2 separate regions of the Mus musculus genome follow, and region 1 is linked to region 2. A link is a contact called in public Hi-C data. All regions are on one chromosome and are shown on one strand. Each heading gives the region's core, a stretch centred on a gene start, on an enhancer-like site or on the middle of the called end of the contact. The rest is flanking DNA. Distances are from core to core; before and after follow the strand shown. Region 1 overlaps Negr1 (neuronal growth regulator 1). Region 2 overlaps Negr1 (neuronal growth regulator 1).

What was found. A called contact is a pair of places that touch in the nucleus more often than the background predicts.
Region 1: a contact with region 2 is called in a Hi-C map of cerebellum, with 3 times the contacts expected there. The contact joins two enhancer-like sites. A contact is called at or near these places in 11 of 484 Hi-C or Micro-C datasets (Sertoli cells, brain, cerebellar granule neurons and 7 more).

The regions. Positions count from the first base shown.
Region 1 is chr3:157,106,274-157,113,063 of GRCm38.p6, reverse strand. All of the region lies in intron 4 of Negr1 (neuronal growth regulator 1), which reads right to left. Among named protein-coding and RNA genes, the nearest start is that of Gm24373, 100 kb to the left of the region's middle. Within about 2 kb of position 3,538, at least 21 of the 459 cell types and tissues checked have an H3K27ac peak or open chromatin away from gene starts, as enhancers often do. A contact at or near this core is called in cerebellum, cerebral cortex and rod photoreceptor, where this site is marked.
Region 2 is chr3:156,767,297-156,773,774 of GRCm38.p6, reverse strand. All of the region lies in intron 1 of Negr1 (neuronal growth regulator 1), which reads right to left. Among named protein-coding and RNA genes, the nearest start is that of Negr1, 210 kb to the right of the region's middle. Within about 2 kb of position 1,529, at least 10 of the 459 cell types and tissues checked have an H3K27ac peak or open chromatin away from gene starts, as enhancers often do. A contact at or near this core is called in cerebellum, cerebral cortex and rod photoreceptor, where this site is marked.

The sequences.
Region 1 (6,790 bases), core at 2,289-4,788, 340 kb before region 2:
AATTGAGAAGTCTTAGATTATATTTCCATTGGGAATTATTTTTAGACAAACCATATTTTTTTTATTTTTCTTTAAATCACATAGAATTGCTCTCATCCATTACAGGAAGTGCTCCTTGTTGAGGGTTAGATAGGCTAAGTCCTCCATTTTGAGCACAAGCACAGCATGGTGCCCTAAGTACCCAGGACATCAGTAATTCCTCAGAAAGCTGAATCTTTGATGCAGAGGACAATTGAGGCTTAGGGAATTGCAGTTAGCACCACTAACTTCGCCTTTCATGGTACTATTTTCAAAACACAATATGGTCCTACACATTCCGGGATTTTATTCTGAAATATTCATCTTTCAAGAATTATTTTTATGCAGCAATAAATGAGGGAAATAAGTTTACCTTAGATCTCTCTCTCTCTGTCTCTCTCTGTCTCTCTCTGTCTCTCTCTGTCTCTCTCTCTCTCTCTCTCTCTCTCTCTCTGTGTGTGTGTGTGTTTAATATTCAAAAGACCCATTTTTGAAACCCTTGGTAAGATTTAGTGTCTTTCTGAGAAAGAGCAAAGTGTGGTAGTTTTGGATATTTGAAGAATATACTAGAAATAAGAGGCTCACATATAAATCCATGATGTCCTTAGTCCTCTGACAGATTCCACAGAGTAGGAAAAATGGATATTCAGTTTCAATCAGTGTCAATCAGCTGGCACTGTGCTGTGGAGAAGTTCAGTAATGACCGTGAACTTCCGTGCTCAATCACTGCCTGGCCGCCTTGTGCTGCACAGGTCATGAACCTTGGGCATACAATTCTGGATTGCAATATTAATAGGAAAGAAGAATTACTTCCCAGAATTTTATTATGTTCTTTTTTCCGCATCCTCACCTTATATGGTAAAAATACAAGCGATAGTTTGCTCAAGGTTGGGAAAAGTTTGCTATGGCAACATTTTTTAAAAATTTTTTTTATTAGGTATTTTCCTCATTTACATTTCCAATGCTATCCCAAAAGTCCCCCACACGCTTCCCCCACTCCCCTACCCACCCACTCCCACTTCTTGGCCCTGACGTTCCCCTGTACTGAGGCATATAAAGTTTGCATGAACAATGGGCCTCTCTTTCCAATGATGGCCAACTAGGCCATCTTCTGCTACATATGCAGCTAGAGACACGAGCTCCAGGGGGTACTGGTTAGTTCATATTGTTGTTTCACCTATAGGGTTGCAGATCCCTTTAGCTCCTTGGATACTTTCTCTAGCTCCTCCATTGGGGGCCCTGTGATCCATCCAATAGCTGACTGTGAGCATCCACTTCTGTGTTTGCTAGGTCCCGGCATAATCTCATAAGAGACAGCTCTATCAGGGTCCTTTCGATAAAATCTTGCTAGTGTATGCAATGGTGTCTGCCTTTGGCGGCTGATTATGGGATGGATCCCCGGATATGGTAGTCTCTAGATGGTCCATCTTTTTGTCTCAGCTCCAAACCTTGTCTCTGTAACTCCTTCCATGGGTGTTTTGTTCCCAATTCTAAGAAGGGGCAAAGTGTCCACACTTTAGTCTTCGTTCTTCTTGAGTTTCATGTGCTTTGTATCTTGTATCTTGGATATTCTAAGTTTCTGGGCTAATATCCACTTATCAGTGAGTACATATCATGTGAGTTCTTTTGTGATTGGGTTACCTCACTCAGGATGATGCCCTCCAGGTCAATCTATTTGCCTAGGAATTTCATAAATTCATTCTTTTTAATAGCTGAGTAGTACTCCATTGTGTAAATGTACCACATTTTCTGTATGCATTCCTCTCTTGAGGGGCATCTGGGTTTTTTCCAGTTTCTGGCTATTATAAATAAGGCTGCTATGAACATAGTGGAGCATGTGTCTTTCTTACCAGTTGGAACATCTTCTGGATATATGGCTATGGCAACATTTTTGACTATTGCTGTACTCTTAGTTATTTCAAGCATATACATACATATGTGTGGGTGTGGGTGTGTGTATGTGTGTGTGTGAGAGAGACAGAGAGAGAGACACAGAGAGAGAGACAGAGAGACAGAGATGAACACACATATAAATGAATATGCATAGTGTACGATGACAGTGAATCTTAGCAGAATTTAATTTTCTCCTGTGTCATTTTCTCTGGTCTGGATGGATGGGTGGTTTTGGGCAGGCATAACATCTCTTCCAAGAAACGAGAAGCCCTGGTAACCCCCAACAGACTCCACATGGAAATTGATCACAACACTCATCACTCAGGAAGATCCACCAGAAGTACTCAGAACTAATGGATATCCTCCAGGTAAGATGGGCCTCAGGTGAGACATCAGGATGCTGGTCACTCTGTCTCTCTTACACTAGAATGCAACAAGATAACCTAAGACAGAACACATGGTGACAGAGGGATTTGGAGAATCTTTCTTACATCTGTTATCATTGACCAGAGGTAGGGGATAACTCCAGCAAGATGGCTTATGTGGCTACAGCTGCATCCTGGAGAGGACAGGGACATTTCAACATGAATCCAGAGCTTTAGATGGTGGCCAAAGAAAGCAATTCCTAGACAAGGGAAATGATTTTGAACTTATAACATGGCCACTGATACATTAATATTTTATTAGTAATAATTATTATAAAATTTATCATGTATTATTACAACATAATTTCATTTATTAATTTAAAGGGTTCTTAATAATAATAGTTATTATTATTATAGAAACAGGCTGTGGCTAATTTAATTGAGGCACTAGTTAGTTATGGCTATGGTGTTCAATCATGAGCAGAAATAATTATTACTTTCAGAATATGTTGGTTTCAACCATGTCATGTTAGTGTAAGGAAATAGTATATAACAGAAGTCTGCACTGTGAGCCTCTGTGGACAGGCTACTTTTGACTGAGTTCACGCTCTTCATGAGCTCTATCCTGTTGGAAGTCTATGCTAAAGAGTTCCTTTCTGAGTCATTTTCTGCCTTTAGAATCGGTTAGGTGCCCTGCTGCTTAGCTCAGCTTTTGAAAGCTGTCTTCTTTTTCTAACCATGGCCCATTAGCCTAGCTATGGGAGCGAGTTCCAGAAGTTTGATCCTGTGAGAGTGCCCTGAAATTATAGAATCTTCACTAGGGAGTAGCATCCTCATGTGTCAACTGGATGCAGTGAACACCCAGGTTACACTTGAGGACTTTGCCCTGGGCCGATAGACAGAATGCCCTGTTGCCATTTCCCTCAGGTCCTCTGCAATGTGCCCCTCATTGTCTCTTTACAATGAATGCCACTGTTTCCAGAAACAAATGAAACAAAAGACAGGGCCTGAATGTCAGATAGAACCCAACCTTATTGGCATCTTAAATGCACAAAGTGTTCATATCTTGACTATAAACATAAATGACCTGCCTCTGAGTGGTATGGACACCCAGCACATAGCACCCTGTTGTGCACTGATGCACTTGTAGGAAATGAGTCTGTTGGGCTGCCTGCATTTCTCCAAGGAGAGAAGTGCTTACATACAGGCCTGACTACCTAGGTACCATTTCTACATCCCACAAGGGGGCAGGAGAGAACTGACTCTTAAAGTTGTGCTCTGATCTTTATGTGCCAGCACAGCACAGCACAGCACAGCACAGCACAGCACAGCACAGCACAGCACAGCACAGCACACACACACACACACACACACACACACACACACACACACACACACACTAAAATGAATGCACTTTTAAAAATCAAAACCAGATTTTTATGCCATGGCTTCTTCAAATGTTATCTGCAAAGTATGAGCTAAAATGATCCTTTATAAAGTTTTTGCTTTGCAGGAATGGAGGCCTGATCTCAGCCCTTCCAATCTCCCTGCTGAGAAGACAGAATAGGAGGCTCCCAAGGGGCTTTCTGTAAGCACCTGAGAGTAAGCGCTGAGCTCAAGACCTCAATGGGAGCTCTTGTCTCAAAAAACAAGAAAGCCAGCTACTGAGGAGTGATGCCTGGGGTTGACCTCTGGCCTCTACATTCACATGAACCCACTTTGTGTGCATTTATACACATCTACATAAAAATAAGTTATAACAAGTTAAGTTAAAAATATAAGCCATACATATGTGTGGCAGCACACATATATTCACAGATTAAGGTATATATGCACACTTCTAATATCTATGTGGAAAAACAATGAAGGGCTTTTCCATTCCAATGAAAAATGGCATTTAACATATCCCACAGGTTTTTCTTGAGATAAAGAAATATGTAGTCAGCTGGCACTGTCTCCATTCACAGATGTTTATGACTTTCTTAGAATGCTTTAGGGTCTAAAATATCTTATAAATCATCTTGGCCAAGAAATAGTTTTGTTCAGAAAATTCAATTTAAGGCAAAAAAAAAAAAAAAAAAAAGATTGGTTTCTAAGTCACCTGACTATAGGGTAGAAGAAAGTGGTTCAACTCCCTTAAGCTGCATATACAGGGATACACAGATCTTGTTTTCCTTAAATTAAGATCAGTGCTGTTCTAGAAACATAACTGGAGAATGAAACTTTATGCATATGAAACCCAATATTCTTTATGAGAGCAAAGAGTTCTGTTTATTCATCTCTGTCCTCTCATTTTAAAGATGGCAAAACTGAGTTTCAGAGAAGGCAAGTGATTCATCCAGGAGACAATGGAGTCTACTCAACCTTGAAAGGCTTCAAGCATTCAGCATTCAGCTGGAGTTGGAGGCTTGCCTTCTAATTCTGCTTTCTCTGCCTGGAGAAGATGGAGCGGAGCACTCTGTGGCTCAGTGTCTACTGCGCAGTCTCACTGTCCAACCCAGGAGCAGTGTCTGGATTTCCACTGAAAACTTCTGATGCACATGCAGAAATGCACAAATGCATGGGCATCCCACTATCTATTTTCACAGGCATTTCCCTGTTTTGTTTTGTTTTCACATGGTGTTTTGTGTAGCTCAGGTTTCAGACCCACTATCTACCTGAGGGTGGTCTTGAATTCCTGACATTCCTTCCTCCACCTTCTGAGTGTGAGGGTCGATGTGTACTTGGCACTGGGGAGCCAGACCCAGGGTTTTGCATATGCTACTCAAGTATTCTACAAACTGAGGCCTGTGTACAGCCCCCCCCCACATGTTTTTAATAATTCTATGAGCATGATTTTTCCTATTTATCATCAAATAAGCAGGTTTGGAAATATTCTGTTTTCTCTCTTGCACTCGCTACTGTGTATCTCAGCCACACCAAGATTCCGTTATTATAAACAGTTATTAAAAATGCTCTCTTTCTACTGTTATATAAGCACATACATACATATTTATATGTATGCATGTTCAAGAACTGTGAAAGACATCCTGTATCATTTTAATTGATGCAAATAAAAATAAAATGATATATTTTATTAATCAAACATGAGATTCTTAGAAAATAATATCTAGAATGTTTTGTAAATACAGAAAACAACCTTTCATGTTAAAATGAGTCATGAATTATATTAGGGTTTGCACAATTATTATGGTTACTCAGGATTATTTTCAGAAGACAATTTTGCAACTCAGGTTATGAGGGTTAAAAGTATATCTCTGATGACACATAGATTCCAATCAGATGTAGACTGATGTGTGCCAAAGAGCGATGAATAAGGTTGGTATGGATTTGTATAAGCAAATTGGAGGTGACTTCCCACACAATGAAATAGCCTTGTAAATTCTAGTACTTACACAGACACAAAAAGCACTGTTTAGCCACTAAAAAGAATGTTGATCTGTGAACAGGCTACAAATGGCATCCATGTAAACAAGGTACCAAGCCTTATACATAGATGTGTAGGGCCATAGATTCTAAAAATGCTTATAGGAATTTTTTGGGGCAAATAATCTTTTTCTCTTCACCCTCTGGTTGCTAGGATGGACAACAAACTTACATGACCTAAGAAGTGAGCCTATATACATGGCAGGAGAGGCTTTTCCCCCAGCAGTTTCCTGCTCCAGTCAGTCTGACCATTGGCTGGGAATTGGGTAATTTCTTCTTCCAAGACCCTCAGTCTCCACTTCTGAAATCAATTGGCTTGGTACAAAGGACTCTGAATTTTACCTGGGTAACATTCTCTTTTTGTTGTTTGTGTGTTTGCTTTTGATCTTTTTCTTTTTGAGACAGGGTTTCTCTGCTGTCCTGGAACTCACTCTTTATACCTGGCTGGCCTCAAACCCAGAAATCTGCTTGCCTCTGTCTCCCAAGTGCTGGATTAAAGGCCTGTGCCACCACTGCCTGGCCCTGGGTAACATTCTTAATTCTATCTGCCTATTAAAACTACAATGTACTATTTAAAGAGTCATGTTGAGGGTTATACACACTCCATACAAGGCATGAAACACAGCTATTAAACATGAAGATAGGGATGGGTAGAACTAGAGAATAGTGTGCTCTTAAATTCAGTACTTTAAGGATTTGTGTATGAGCTCATTGATGTGATGGTGTGTGTGCAAATGTATTTAGAAGCCAGAGATCAACCTCAAGTGTCAGTCATCAGTTTCTACCCACCTTTTCTTTAAGGCAAGGTCTTTCATTGGCCTGACACTTGTTGAATAATCAGTGCCAAGGATCCTCCTAATCTTGTCATTACATAGACATGCTACATGCCCAGCTCTTCGTGGATCTGGTGTTCAAGACCGGGTTCTTTATGCTCGGGTAACAAGCACTTAGCAGACTGGGTGATATCCCCATTAAAAACAAATACACAGTTACATAGCACGAAATCCTTGTTTCCCTCTTCCTTGGTCATTGATGGGGAAACTCTAAATTGCAGAGTCAGCCCATGTAAAATGCTAAGATGATCAACA
Region 2 (6,478 bases), core at 280-2,779:
TATTAGCCAAATTTTGCTTTGTGGAGAGAGCAAGCTGAGAATTGCACTTGCGGATCAGGAATCTGAATGCTAGAAGGTTGCATTTTACATAGCTGAAAAGGCCTTTGGAAAAGTCAGTATAGATATTTACCATACTGGGCCTTACTGTAGAACAAAACTAAGAAATCAGGTGAGTTACATTTTACCAACAATTTTCACAAATTACCAGGATCTAGATCTGTTCACACCCATCACCTCACTGAGCTGCACACCACTTCTGTAATTCCAAGAGAACCCCAGTCTTAGAAAAGCTGTAGCATTTGCTTAAACTCAGGCCATAAGCAGACATGGACCTCAAACCCAAGCGCTCATGGCTCCACAATGCCAGAGGTTTTCCATTGAAATATAAAGCTGAAGTAAGGATGGATGAACAGGGTAGAGACCCACTGACAGACCAGGAAGACGCGACTTGCCTCAGTCTCAGCATTCAATTAAAAACAATAATCACAGGAGGGCCCAACATGATCATGAACTCAGTGTGTACTGGGTAATTTGTTGATACTTCTTCACAAACCTCAGCTCCATTGCAATCTCCATTTTTACCCACGAGCAAAGACAAAGCCAGAAGGCAAAATACCTCGTGAAAGGTCACATGACAGTGAGCCTGTGGCATCATGAGTAGCATAATTCTCCCCTTATCACTGTGCCCCATGAGCTTCAAAAATCACACATACTTAGAAATGCCTTTGAGTGGAAGGAACCACATTACAGTAGAGAATTTTAAAGTATCAGATTCAACCCTTGTTCTTCAGGGTTCCAGAGTGGTGTGATTCACAGCAAGCCAACTACTCATGATTTCTAACTGCTGTGAGGTTTCGTGAACATGGTCAGGAGAAGCTGTGAAGAAAGCCCTGTCTCCTGCAATCTGTCTTCCCTGATAGATGCTTCCACGGCTTGTGTAACTTCTTTATACACTTAGCTTTACAGTTCAAATGCCCATAGAAAAATCAGGAGAAATCTTAATATGTGTTTAATATTTGTGAATTTCACAACTGTTCATATGGCCCTGTGCCCACCTAGGCTATGTTAGGAAAACATATATTTAAGTCACTATTAAAACAACACAAAGTAAAAACATGAAAATTTAAAATCAGGTTTTAAAGTATGTTTCGATTGTGGCATTATAATATTTAAGGACAAAGACCTAGGCATTTCTATACTGAAAACTCATTTTAGAACTCAATACCAGAAGATAAAGCCATACATAAATTGAACAATAACACGGTAATCAATGTGACTTTTTGTTATTTTTATTTCTGTACCATAATGGTGTCAAAAATGAATATAATAATAGAAAGACAATAGGAAGCTGAACAAAACAGTAAAATCAAAACCTTTAACTAGAGCTATATTATTTGTACTTATATAGGATGTTACTGAGCTTGGTGCTTTCAGTGGCAGCCACAAAACCCATTGCTCACATCCCTGCCTCCTGCAGGAGTCACTGCAGCCATAGACACCATCTGTCTACCAGTTACAGCCTTGCTGCCCTCCTCTGGGCAGAGCAGTGCTCACCCGGGCTTGGCCCACACTGTAAGTCAGGTGGCATTAGTCCTTTACCTTAAGTCCCCTCTCTACCACCTGCCTTTTAATTTTAAAAATCTTAAAAATAAAATAAAGACTGAATATGCAGATTGTAAATAGAAGTAGAAAGAGATATTTGTTACAGAAAAATGTAAAGACATTTTAAGACAATGCTTAAAAAGAATAATAGTCATATTTTATTCAGTGCTGTTAAAATCCTGGCCACTGCTAACAAGCTATTTTGTAGCTTTCTCATTTACTGTTTACAGTCTCATCAGAAAATCAATAGCATTGTTATTGTCATTTCCCAAAGGAGGAACTGTGCATGAGTCACACACCTGGTAATGGGTTCCCTAGCAGATGAACATAAACACCCGCAGAGCAGAGCCAGCGCCTCCATACCCTGCACACCCCACTGTGCTCTGCCTGCTCCTTGGAAAACTCTGGCCTTTCCATCTCTTCTCTAACTGCACAGTGGGTCTCATCTGCTGGGCCTGTTTGTTTTTGACCAACACCAGAGGGGGAAAAAACAATAGAATAAAATAATTTAAATCAACCCTTTCCTGAATTTGGGTCAGACTGCCCCCCTCTGTACCATGGGAACATCTAGAAGTAGTTCCACTGTGTGTGGCAAGAATTTTCTCCTTGTTAATTTAGCCTAGCAAAGCAAATATCAACAGAGACGGACTCTCTAGTAAATGTACATCCAGTATATAGGTTCACAAGGTCACTAATTTCATTTATTCCGTGGGTGCTACATAATTAACTGTTGTCACCTGTGTTCTGGCTGCCTCACAATGTCACAGCCACGTATTTGGTTCCTCATCATATTTTCCATCATTAGTCAATATTGATCGTATTGATCGTTTTCTATATTCTATAGCCATATACACTAAGTTTAATAAAGGAGTCTGGTAGTTAGTAGCCAGGTTTAAGTTGTTTGACATACATTTAAGCAAACGGTACCCCAAGTATATCAGAAATCTTCTGCTGTGAAGTTCCTTTTGTCTCATTGGCCCCCACAACTTCCAGCGTTCCCTGTGAGGGCAGGAGCAAGCGCCTCACACACTGGTGGGATGACCTTACCTGGCTCATGATTCAGATCAGACTCCAGTGATTGACATCTGCTTCAGTGCAGTCATAATCATCTAACTGTGGATTAATGCAGCTGAGTCTAGCACAGCAAATATCAACAGAGAAGGACTCACTAATGAATATACATCCCGCATATAGGTTCACGAGGTCCTTTCCAAGCAAAGCTCAAGTCCGTTTCATTAAAGCCTGCTGCCTCAGAGTAACTGACAAGGTCAGGGGCTACAGAGCAAGTCTGCACTCAGCCCAGATACTATGCTTGGACCAACAGGAAGATACATTGTTTCTAAACGTCTTTCACACAAGGTTACAATAGGAAAACTGTTCCTGGTCACAAAATAGCAAGGGCAAAGATGGGAGGGAACAACCTAGGGTTCTGGAAACTTAAGACCTTTTAAAATAATGCTTTCCTGGTAGGCACTGCCAGATGTCTGAAAGCAAGACACTGGGGGATCTCCACTGCCTTCTAAACACAAAGTGAAAGATATACAATGGTTTTCTTTCTGTTTGGTTGAAGTGCAGGGGATGGAGCCTCTACCTCAACTTCATTGGAGTTGTTAAACACACACTTTATACAGGACTCCATTTTCCGGTGCCAAGACTGCTGCTTGATAAATGTGTGGTCCAGGGCATGGGGGCTTGCTGACTAACAGAGAGATCACTTGTGTCTAACTTCCATATCAGTCTATGATAACTCCTGTAAAATAAGTAGAGAAGTTAAAACTAAATACATAAAGAGAAGTTAGAGAAACTTCTCCCTAAAAGGGTAACAAGAAAAGAAGATCAATGGAACCATCTTGAGGTGATACTTGGAAATGGCCAGCTTCAATGGACTGTAGAGAATGAGTCAGGGTACCAATGGGACACAGAGGGAAAAATGGAGAAAACAAACCCTGTGGTGTGCACCTGGCACAGGACTTACTGAGAGGCTGGTAAATGATACCATAACAAGTGCTTGATATGAAGGAAGGTACACTGTAGCTGTCTTCAGATGCACCAGAAGAGGGCTTCAGATCTCATTACAGCTGGTTGTGAGCCACCATGTGGTTGCTGGGATTTGAACTCTGGAACTTCAGGAGAGCAGTCAGTGCTCTTAACCATTGAGCCATCTCTCCAGTCTCCAAAAGAAGCAAGCTTCATTGTTTCCACCCAATTTTTAATTGGGGACCGTTAGTGTGTGAGGCAAACATAATAAACACTACACTACGGAGGAAGGTGAACTTTAGTCTGTGGAAACTTCCTGAAGCAAGAATAGCTCATAGGCCTGTACATTTCTGAGACTGGAAGCCATGAGGTAAACAAGGTACCAGATGGTATAAGGCATGCCACTGCTCAGAAGTCCAGACAAGACTCTCCAGCAGAAATAAAAAGCACAGCAGGAAAACAGCCATCAGAAGTCTCACACGGGAAGAAATAACATGAACAATTATGATTCTCCAGACTGTAATGATCCAGCATTAATCTACCTTGCATCTACAGTAAGAACACACTGAGCACTGGAGAGAAGAAACTGGCAAGCTTCATCTTCCCTGACACAGCTCAACACTGTGATCAAGATGGTAAGGAAGACTGTGGGGCTGTGACTCTGCAAGCCGGACGGGTGTGGAGCAGGTAAGACAGTGGCTGAGCAGTCCCGTAAGGGGAGTCTATGCTCAAGGAAGTCCTGTGGGTAAACAGAAATAACGATGATGTGCAGGGCACAGATGGGTCTGCAGCTTCACTCACATCCATAATCCTCTGATGACTGCAAGGCCTAATATTTATTCAGCTTTTACTAAAACTGATGACACTGGTATTTCCAAAGTATGTAAGAAATGTTTATCATCAGATACAAGATAGATATTATGCATTCATTAAAAAAGAGAATTCCCCACACATTCCAATGTGAAAAGGGGCAGGTCTCGGTGCATACAGATGTACAAAGCGGTATTTATGCCTTCTGTGCAGCTGAGAAGAAGACATAGAGAGATGCTCTAAACCTTCAATAATTTCAAATCTGAAAAATAATATAAAAACTGATCTAAATATCTGTGTAACATACTATTTAAAGTTACTGAGAATTATATTCTATTACATTATGTGTCTCTATTATATTACGTGTGATTTCAAGCTTCAAATGCAGCAGAAGACCCTGATTACAAAGACTTTGTCATAGCCATCACCTAAGTCCCACATCGGAGCTTGCAAAATGCTGGGGTAATGCTAGCCAGATAAACACTTGTCACAGGAGAGGAAGGGAGTCCCTGACGAGTCTGCAGAATAATGACAAGAGCCAGGATCACAGGAGAGAACTGTCCTCAGCATTCACTCAGCGCAGAGCAGCCAGTACTTAAGCTCCACTTAAATAAAAACACTTTCTTGAGTGAATTGGTGACAATAGACCCTGAGTATGAGATGGAAATGGAATAGATTCTGATTATGATGAACCTGTCAGCCTGCTGCAACCCTCAGCAGTCAGGCCGTGCAGTAAGAGCCCTGACAAGAAGTCAGAGAAAAGGGCCATCAGCTAGGAACATTCTGAAAGGAAGGAAATTGAGTGACTGTGAGTGTGTGTGTGTGTGTGTGTGTGTGTGTGTGTGTGCACACGCGTGCGCGTGCGCGCACGCGAACACGTGCACACGCCAGCTTGCATATGTGTGCTATGCACATGCATGCACATGTATGTGAGTATGTGTGTGCCTATATATGTGAGCCTATGTATGCTTATGTATATATCTGTATGTGTGTGCCTGTGCGTGCCTCTCTATTTGAGTGTATGTATGCCTCTCTTTGTGTGTGTGCCTATATATGTGAGCTTGTGAGTCTCTGTGTGTGCTTGTGTGTGTATCTGTGTGTGTGCCTGTGTATGTGAGTGTGTGAGTGCCTGTATGCCTGTGTATGTGTGTGTGTACCAGTGTGTGCCTTTGTGTCTCTGTGTGGCCATATGTGCCTTTGTATGTATGTACATGTGAGTGTGTGCTTCTGTATGTGTCTAAGTGTGTGTCCCTGTGTGAGTAAACACATTTGTGAGTGTGTGTGCCTGTGTGTGGCTGTTTGTGTGTGTCTGTGTATATGTATGTGTGTATGACTTATGTGCCAGTGTATATAGGAGTGTGTGTGCTCATTCATGCACATATATGCAAGGACTTTCAGACAATAAAAAGAATGCTTTAGCAAAATGTTCTTGCTGTATAACTTGTGATGATTATGAAAGAGAATCTTCATGGTGGAAGCTGTTAAAATAGCAGTATAAATTTGGTCAAGAATGAAATCCAGCTCGTGTTATGACAGGAAACCATCTCCAAGATAGCAATCTTACAATCTTTTATATAATATTTCTCTACTAAAGACTGTGGATGAAAGGCAGACACTAGCAGAAGGGGTCTATCACTGTCTGGACATTACATAGTAAATTGGATTCTGTTTGTATTTCTCCATATGTAAGCCCTATATTCCTGGTACCAGATCCCAATGACACTTAACTGCCACTTATAGAAGAAAAACATGCTTCAAATGATGAATTTTCCCACAGATAGGGTATTTCAAATTTAATCTAAAAGTTAAATTATCCACAAAATAATTTGTATATTCTTTAATATGCCAATTTAGCTTTGGGCCCACATCTCTTTACACTTGGAATGAGTTGACTCTTGTTCCTAACATCTTAGTAATCTGTCCTGGCTTTTCTCTTCAGGCTTTCAGTTCTCACACAAATGTTTGTTTGCTTCCACACATGGTTGCTACAGTTTACATCAGCAGTACTCACACTCTTGATTAAAGTCTTTAAGGTTTTCAGCTTTACAAATGTTCTACCTCATCTCATGCCTTCTAAAAGTTTTCCCTT